Linked DNA regions of Gossypium hirsutum: region 1 is linked to region 2. A link is a contact called in public Hi-C data. All regions are on one chromosome and are shown on one strand. Each heading gives the region's core, a stretch centred on a gene start, on an enhancer-like site or on the middle of the called end of the contact. The rest is flanking DNA. Distances are from core to core; before and after follow the strand shown. Region 1 holds the start of LOC107901367 (peptidyl-prolyl cis-trans isomerase CYP28, chloroplastic). Region 2 holds the start of LOC107901371 (transmembrane 9 superfamily member 11).

Region 1 (5,196 bases), core at 2,157-4,656, 210 kb after region 2:
AAATCGTAAAGCCACCCATCAATAGCAATAAAACTATTCACAAAATTCCCTCATATGATATAAGTTACCACCTCTCAATCACTTATATTACCCCAAACATCTTATTGCATTTTCCAAATGAAATGGAATATTACTACTAAAATTGAATCATACATCCAGAATAGTCTTAAAAGACATTATCTTAAATGGATACTTGAAATATCCCTCCTCTTCAAGGCTCGCCACAAGGGAAACAAAAACCAATATTTTCTTTAGTTAATATAAACGCAAATTACAAGAAAATAAAATACCTTTCAGAAGTATCAATACTATCGTATGAATTGTAAATGCATGAATTTTATGGACCAAAAAAATCTACAGTTCCTAATGAAATAGACAACAAAGCAACTTTGCCATCTACTGCCACAAATCACTACCTCCATAGGTAAAACTAGTGTTTGCTATTACATAAGGAGTCATTGCATTAGGTGCTTAGATGTGGGTGTTTTGTATCCATTAAGCAAACTATGTGATAATTTCATTGAAAAAAAATATCAAAATCGTGGTATTTATTTCAATCAAGATTGGGTTTCTATGCCAAATGTTATGCCCGTAACTTTGAGGGGTATTCACATTTGACATATGCCTACTTTGTTAGAGATCTTTAGATAATATTATTTCGTACTACAATCCAATGGAGGAGTTTTAGGACACCCTTGGGGAAATGCATCGTACTAAAATTCAAGGTTCCTTTCAGATTTTTATAAAGTTGTGATTTTAGCTCTTTATAGGACTTCATCATGTAGACTTCACCTCATAAAGAAAGTCTTTGGTGCCTCCACTTGAGTCAGGACATCATAAACGATAGACTTAATATTGGCCATCTAGACCTCCATGGTCACCAACAAGTCTTTTAAGCTTCCTCCGTAACACCTCTTACCTGCACCAATGTTTGATACTGGAGAGAGATGCCATTGAACCATACATAGCTAAAATCTCAAAATTTTGTAATAAATCAAAATTTGAAACAATTTAATAAAATCATATAATTTAGATAAAAATCATTTTGAAGGTTGTAAAATTATTTTAAAATAAAAACACTTCATGAGTGGCTGCAAATATCAATATCCAAATACGAGTTTTAGAAGGCTCAAAACAGTCAAAAACAAACCAATGGGCACTAGACATGGGCTATGTATTGATACATATTGCTTGTCTACGTATATCCACATATGTCATGCAATAGAAAATTCTTCAAATTCCTGAAATTTAATGTATGGAAGATTAGGTAACCTTGTATTGACGACCCTTAAACTAGACATAACCCCAATTTGTTTAGAGCTAAAGAGTCACGCGATATCCCAACATTATCCCAAAAAATAGCAAATTCTTCATTTTCAAACTCACGTCAATGGTCATCCCGAATTCAAGTGATTTTCTTACCCATATGTGAGAGAGCTTAAACCGTAGTTCTATGAAAATTTGCAGCTTCCAATCACTGATTCAAGGAGGTATATGTAAACAATCAAAAGTAAATGAGTTACTACATGAGATAGAACTATATAAAAATGGCAGAAAATAAGAAATTTTTTGGACGAAAAATTAAGAAATGTTAGAACATGTAAAACAAATTGAATTAATTAGTGAGACATTAAAATTACAACACACAACAAAAGATCTATTTTCATCCTTATTTAACTAAAAACTAAACCAACATTACATGCATAATTATTTATAATATATTTTCAAAAATACTTAAATTCCCTCTATTAATTTTAGTGACTTCCATAAGAGCTGATTTTATATTATATTTAATTAACATAATACTGCCTAATATTCACAATAATCAATATAAAATATCAAAGTTTTAAACTGATGCAATTTCACCCTAATTTTTTTTTGTCAAAACTATGTTCTTTTATTTTTAAAAGAATTTAAAAATGAATCTCAAAGATTATTAACTTAATTAAAAATAAATAAACCCTATTTACTACTGTAAAAGACTCATGAGAGCTGAAAATATAATATATATACACACTAATAAGATTTAAAAAATTAATTGTAAAAGACAATTTTAACCTTGTTTAATCTAAAAGGTTAAAAAATTAAAATTAATATTGGATATAAATAAAAACTAAGCTCACAATTAAAATAAAATTCATAAAATAATATTTAAAAGAAAATTTATTTAATTGAATACATAATACTGGAATTTATATAGAAAGTGAAAATACTTAATTATTTGGTTAAAAGCAAGAAATAGATAGATAAATGAAAAAAAAATATCATCACTCGAGGCCAACCCATTTCAGAATAATCATGGTGTAATAGTTGAAGCGTTTTATCTGATGGTTGCATGAATATAAATCTTTTCAAAGGTCTTGAGAACGCCAATGCTGCCAAACTATCAGCTAGTTTGTTGCCTTCTTTGAAGATATGTGTAATCTGAACCATTCAAAAACGTTGAAGTAGATCCTTAATGGCTCGTATCACAGCTAAATATTATTTAAATTTAATATACCTATTATTTATATAGTGAATATATTATATAGATATGTAAACTACCAAAATAGTTACTTTTGTTTGAAATATTACGTTTTAGTCACTTATGTTATCGTGTTGTAACATTTTGTCACTGAGTCTTTAATTGTCATTAATGGTGTAACGGAAAGCTGACATGACACGTTAAATCATCATTTCAAATGAAAATTTTAGGTTAAATTATACAATTAGTCCCTATATTTTTTCATTTTGAGCAATCTAATATTTTTCTTTTATGTTCTTTTAACTTTCTTTTCTTTTTCTTTTTTTTTTTCATTCTATTCTGCTTCTCCCTCTGTTTTCCTCTCTTCTTTATTTCTTTTAACGTAAATTTTCTATGTTTTTCATTTGTTAAAACTAGTCCACAAGCTCACCTCACTCGAAAAAAATTAAATTGTTCAAAAAAATAAAAGTATAGGGACTAGCTTTAACAAATGGAAAACATAGAAAAACTACATTAAAAGAAATGGAGAAGGGAGGAAAATAGAGGGAGACGCAAAAGAGAATAGAAAATAAAGGAAAAAAAAAAGAGAGAAAGTGAATAGAACATAAAAGAAAAAAATTAAATTGCTCAAAACGAAAAAATATGGAAACCAATTGTATAAATTAACCTAAAATTTTTGTTTGAATTGATGATTTGATATGCCACGTCAGTTTATAGATATACCGTTAACGGCAATTAATGACTCAGTAACTAAAACGTTACAACGCGATAACGTAAGTGACCAAAACGTAACATTTCAAACATAAGTGACTAAAATATAACTTGAGATAAATAAAAATAACTATTTTGATAGTTTACCTTGTATAGATAGATTCACTTTCCATATTATTTGTAATTTTTTATAACATTATATTAAAATTGAAAAAGAAAAAAAATAAACTAAAAAGAATAGTTGTGTAGGCCCCGCTCTCCCCCTAGCTTCCAAGTTCCAACCACTCCAATCTCCTTCTGCTCCTTTCACTACTCTCATGGCCTCCCCTCTATCACCAATCCATCCTCTACCCTTTCTCTCTTCTTCGTTCACCGCTACCACCCTCACTCGCCGCTCTCTTCTCCTCTCCTCCACCCTCACCACTACCCTCCCCACCACCCCTCTCTCATTACCACCTCAACTAGACACCAACATAACCGACCGGGTCTACCTTGACTTCTCCCTCTGCCCGACCTACTTCCGCAACGCTACTGCCGCCGACAGCATCCCTCTATGCTCCGACCCTTCTCCGTTAGGCCGCCTAGTCCTCGGCCTCTACGGCAACCTCCTTCCTCTAACTGTCTCCACTTTCAAGCGCATGTGCACCTCTTCCTCCTACAAAAACACCCTCGTCCACAAAATATTCCCTGGGCAGTTCTTCCAAGCTGGACGCCAAGGCCGCAGTAGAGAATACGGCGAAGTCCGTTTGCCCCCTGCCTTGGACTTGCCTCGGAACACTGAGACTGTCGACTCTAAGGCCTTCTTGCTTAAACATTCAAGGCCCGGTGTCGTTTCCCTTTGTTTGTCAGAGAACGACGACGACGATGAAGTTAAGCTTGATTCTGAGTATAGGAATGTTGAGTTCTTGATTACTACAGGGCCTGGCCCCTGTCCTCAACTCGATAACAACAACATTGTTTTTGGGACCGTGCTTGAAGGTAAGGTTTTGGTCTCTATTTTATGTCTGAAATTGTTGAAATTAGTTCCATTTTATGTGGTTTTTGGGTGTCTAGTCTTGTCGAATTCCATAACAGATCACGATTATATATAATCTTGGAATAAATTAAGGAATAACTGAAGAAATATATCTGAAATTTGGATTTGTTGAGATTAAATGTCATAGTTTTTATTTAGCAGAGGACTGGTTTCTATATATCATGACTGTAGTCTAAATTGTGGTCTCTGTGTTAAGGTTTGCATGTCATCGTCTTTGAATGCCCTTGTCTTTATGAAAATATGACCTCCTCATTGCGATCTCATTGCAGTAGTTTATAGTATTAAAGTACTAGTATTCGACACTCATATCCGATGCATATTCGGACAAAAGTATGTCCCTCCTCCAAATACATGAAAAAACCTTAGAAAAAGTTGAACATACCCCAGTCTGAGTAATATAGGATCTTAAGCTAGATGACATAGTAAAATGGATTGAGTAATCTTAAGATGCATGTTCGTGAACTTTCAGTGGAGAACTACAAGATCTCAATCAGTTATTGAACATAAGTCTGGATCCTTATACAAGCCTTGCTGCTTTGATGCATATTGATTTCTAATGGTTTGCTTCTATTCTGGTTAACATGTGCTTCTGCATTTATCTTGATGCAACAACTCTGATCAAAGCTTCAAACTCTTGTCAAAACTGGGGACATGGTTTTGCCGGAATTAGGATTTAGAATTTAGGAATGTATATCTTGGAAAACACTTATTTGGAACTGTACCAAGTTTAATTCTTATTTTTGGAGTGTATAGTTCCCACACAGTTATAAGCTTTAGGTGAACAGCATAATAAAATAGAAATGCATTTGGATGGCATCTCCATCAATGCTCAAGGGGTTATGTTACTCCAACTCTTTATTTTCTTTATAGTATCTATATCCAACACTCGTGTTTGACATATATAGTCAGACAGGGGTACAGGTGTATGATTCTTTAAATATACAGAGAAAATAAAACTTTAAAAAATTGAGCATCTTTGTATTGA
Region 2 (4,818 bases), core at 63-2,562:
AAGGACTATACCGGCGAGGAAAGTGATCACCATAAGAGAATTCAAGATTGAGAACCAATGGACTTTAGCTCCCTCCATCTTCAAATAAGCATCCCAACGAGATGGCCACTTGATATCGCTCTCCTCGAAAGTAACTTCATAGGTGAAGACAATTGGCTCACCTTCCTTGATGGGCATTGACACAGTAGTCGGTTCACATTTAATCGGAGATGGGTATTTTTCATACATTTTCAAGTTCTTAACCAAGTCACCATTATGCACGACACTGCAAGGAACCACCTCAAACCCGACAACCATATAACCAGGAACATCCGATCCCTTATTGCCGACACTAGGGACACCCTCAACAGCATCCCCAGTCCCCATAACACGGGCTACATTTGTCTCTTCATACTTATGAACAAGTACCTTAAATTTCAAATGATTAAACACATAATACCCATCCTTAATCTTAACACCAATCGGATACCCAGTCCACCTCAACATAAAACCCTCTTTCCTAGTATACCTTATAGCAGGCAGATTATCGAGAATCAAGTTAACTTGATACATCTCGTCAATCCTCTTCGTCAACAACTTAAAATCATCAGACGAGAGCTTATTGGTTTGACACAAGAAGATCTCCGTTTCATTAGTGTGCATCTTAAACCTATATGGTGAGTTCTCAATCCGATCTCCCATGAGAAGCTCACCAAGATTCTCAGCACTATCCTTAACACCCTCTACAGGCTTACAAAAGGGCAAACTGTAATAGCTAAAGGGCATTTCAGTATCAATGGAAGTCAAGGAATTCACTTTGACAGACAAATAATTCCCTACCACATGTTTCAGAGGGTAGCTACCAGGCAAATAAAACCCGTACCCAGATTGAAATATCAAGCAAATTGTTAATACCCAGATCCCAAAATTACCCATCACTCCAAATTTTGTCAGATCTGGGAAAACCCAGAACGAGAAATGTGTTTTTTAGCAAAGATACAGGTAAATTCCGATGTGGGTTTTGAGCAAACAATGGGAACAGCACAAAATCTAGCAGTGCATGTAACAATGGAAGGAGAAATAGAATTACCTGCTCCTGCTGAGAGAGCAAAATGAAGAGCCTCTATGAAGAGACTTAAAGTCTGAACATAGAGAGATCTTCAAAATGTTCCTTCTTGGTTTCCAAGGAAAATGCACTTTTGAGAGGACGAGAGTAGCAATGGAAGGCACGATGGCGGGTCTTATATGATTGGGTTTCTTTTTTTCTTTTTTTTTTTTCCTTTTTTTGCTCTGAAAAAAACTCTACTACCGACACCATGTTTTGAGTTTTCTTTTTCTCTCTTTTTTCCTCTTGAAGCTTTCTTGAATTACACGTTTTTGACTCTATTAGCTTTTTTGGTGAATATACTAGACAGGTCCTTCTATTATAAGGACTAAATCATATTAGTCCCTCCACTATTATATCGATCAAATAAAGCCATTTCAACCGAGTTACTATTTAATGTTTAAAAAATATCATTTCTTATTTAAAGGATTTATATTTTAAAAGCTTTTTATGATTCATAGATTAAATATTTTATTTAGAGTTCAATTGTAAATGAAAAAATAAATTTTCATGTTATCTTTTAAATAATAAATGTTAATTTTTTTATTTGATCTTTTCATTTTTTTAATAGTAAAGGGACTAATTTAATCTAGTCCCTATAATAGAGTGACTTTATAGCTACTTTCACCAATTTTTTTGTTCTAGTTTTTATCTATAAAAGATCGTTCAATTTCTTTTTCAAGCTTTTTGCCAATGAAATACGATTTATAATTAGATTATTTGATAAATGATAACAAAATCTTAAATGAAATAAAGTAAAATAAAAAAAATATTCTTTATTAAGTGATAAATAGGTGTTATCTACTTATCATGTTTCACACTTTCTGTAGGAAAAAAGTTCTATATAATAAATTTCATTACGGGTTATCAGAAGTATTCAAAAAATTAAGTTCTTAAAATTATTATATATATTTTTCTAACACTTTATCAAAACTATTATTTTTATTTCCTGTGTATAGTAGATAGTAGTTCGCTTTAAATTTAGTAGATTATTAGATTATTATGCATATTTTTAAAAATAATTCTTAAGAATATTGAAAAGTTGGTCCTTTTAGTTTAATTTATTAAAATTTAATCCTCATATATTATGAAAATTAATAAGTTAATCCAGTTGTTAGTAAACATAAATTTGAATAGTTGATTTTTTTTTACTTATTCACTCCATATATTATAAAATATAAGGATTGAATTTTGACAAATTAAAATAAATGGATGAAATTGGTAATTAAACCCTTTACTAACTTATATTCTTTGTTCTTTCTAAAAGAAGATCCTACTATGAAATCATTATAAATAATATAGTAAAATATTAATTTACTTGATTAATTATGATAACTACTCTTCGTATAAAGCATTAAATATACTTTTTTATACTTCAGGTCTAGTTTTTCAAGCCTCATGGCTGTCCTTCCCAACAATTTCGTCTTTAAAATTTAAACTTAAATCTTCCCATTAAAAGTACAATGTTTCTTACCATTACATCGGCCACTTGTTAGTAACATCGAATACATTTATTAATTACTAGTTCGAAAGCAATATAAAAACAATATAACTACCTTTAAAGAATAAATTTTAGTTACAATATAGGTTAAAATATGTCATAAATCCTTATACTTTTCATAAATTTAGAATTTAATCCTTATACTTTTATTTTGAGGAATTTAATCCCTCTACTTTTCAAATTTAAATATCCGGGTTTAGCTTGTTAATTTTTTAAAGTGAAATCTTGAAATAAATGAAATACTTGTCGGAATGATATAACTAAAAAAATGGCATTGTAATGAATATGAATTCAACAAAATAATTTTAACAATATTAACAAATTGGCCTATATTTTGAAATCTGAATAGTAAAGAGACTCAATTTCTAGAAATAAACGTACAAAACTTAAAATTCAAATTCATAAAGAGTATAGGAACTTATAACATATTTTAACCTACAATATAATGTGTAAATCTTAATTTGATACAATTATATGCATTTTAACCTATAATATAACACGTGAATATTAATTTAATGCAATTAAACATTTAACATTAAGTTTATGTTATATGCATGACATTTTGATTTTTTTAAAACTTTGTTTAGATTTATTGTTTATATTTAAAAAAAAACAAATAAATTAGGGGTTGGTTTTTATTGCTTTTGAAAAATATTATAAAAAATTATTTTCATATATTTGCTTCAAATTTAAGTGTCCAATATTATAGTCAAAAAGTATTTCTAAGATATAAAAAGTAAATTTTTTAAGTAATAAATTTAAATAAAATTTTTAATTATATAAACAATAAAAAATATTGTCATATGAATTAGATAATATTTTTAATTATTCTATTTTTATTGTCTCTAGACTCATATCTTAATTGACAAATTAAAATTTAAAATGTAAAGTAAAAATCTAAATATTAACATGCCAATATGTTGCTGTAAAACACTTAATATTTATAACTACAATTATAAATTAAATGCCCATAAATATTCAAAAATCATGTTTTTCGTGTGTCTACCACTATTGTCGAGTGTTCGATTATTCTAAAGAACTTTAATATGAAACAGAAAGAGCATATGTACCATGATAAATAGATGAATAAAGCTTACACTATACATTAAATAGGAAAGCAAATCGAATGAACATGCTACTAGAGATATTAGCAAAGTACTAAAAATTGATTTGTTTAAAAAAATTTAAAATTTAATATGAAAATTTATTCAATTATTACTAAATAAGATTTATAAAAATTGACTGTACTTTTAGCTATATACAATTTTTATACCAAATTTTTAACATTCTAAGTGTAATTAACGAGGATATACTTTATTATAGGATACAACAAATTTTTAATAACTTTTTTTGTACAATCTTTTACAATTTTTAATGATTTTTATACATTCTTTTATAAATTTTAACAAAATTTCATAATTTTGATATGTTTTATAGCTTCTATTATTTTTACAATTGTTTTGAAATTTCTAACATTTTTAAAAATTTAAAAAATATTTCTTTAATTTGTGTATTTCTGTATATATTTTTACCTATTTTTTAAATATAGTATGCCACAGTCTAATTAACTAAAAGGATAGCCAGAAATAGTGTTGGAATGACTCTCAACAAGTTAACTAGGGTTAATATAGCTTAAATCTAGCTCTCTACCCACCACCTAATGAGCAAAGAAAACTCAAATTTTAACCATCATTTTTTAACATTAATGGCCTTGTTTTGGTCAAACCAAGATGGCAATATCATTTAGCACCAAAAAGAAGGTAATGTGATTCAATCATATGGCATTTTTTATTGTTAAAGGTGAGCTGTTAAGCCTGTCTTCTACACCATTTGCTTAGCTACATAAAAAAATTATATTCTGATTGGATGCATAAAGAATGAAAGGTATATCATACAGGCCATGATGCACACATCTTACCAATTCCAATAATAAAATTAACAATTTAAAAGAACGAAAATTATATGAATGAAACAGCAACACCGATTTTCACATTTTCCGTCACATGGAAAAGCACTCAGAAATAGAGTGGTTTAAAGCTCCCACATCTCACAAACCATGCCTCAAGTAAGCCTTGAAGGGCTTCCCAATGCACATAGCAAGTCATTTCATGTTTTTGCCACCATGTCTCCATCCTAGAAAGTTAACAACAAATCATGGGGTTTTCCCTCCATGAACAATACCAGAAAGCTTCCAATGGGAAATCTATGATAAACCAGGAAGGATCCAAATGGC

The links. A called contact is a pair of places that touch in the nucleus more often than the background predicts.
Region 1: a contact with region 2 is called in a Hi-C map of leaf, with 1.7 times the contacts expected there. The contact joins the promoter of LOC107901367 here to the promoter of LOC107901371 in region 2. A contact is called at or near these places in 3 of 34 Hi-C or Micro-C datasets (leaf and seedling).

What each region holds. Positions count from the first base shown.
Region 1 is chrD06:7,477,410-7,482,605 of Gossypium_hirsutum_v2.1, forward strand. It overlaps LOC107901367 (peptidyl-prolyl cis-trans isomerase CYP28, chloroplastic), which reads left to right and starts at 3,407. Exons shown (of 2, transcript XM_016827334.2): 1 at 3,407-4,153. The coding sequence starts at 3,493.
Region 2 is chrD06:7,264,993-7,269,810 of Gossypium_hirsutum_v2.1, forward strand. It overlaps LOC107901371 (transmembrane 9 superfamily member 11), which reads right to left and starts at 1,313. Exons shown (of 1, transcript XM_016827338.2): 1 at 1-1,313. The coding sequence starts at 915. LOC107901370 reads right to left here. Exons shown (of 8, transcript XM_016827337.2): 8 at 4,807-4,818.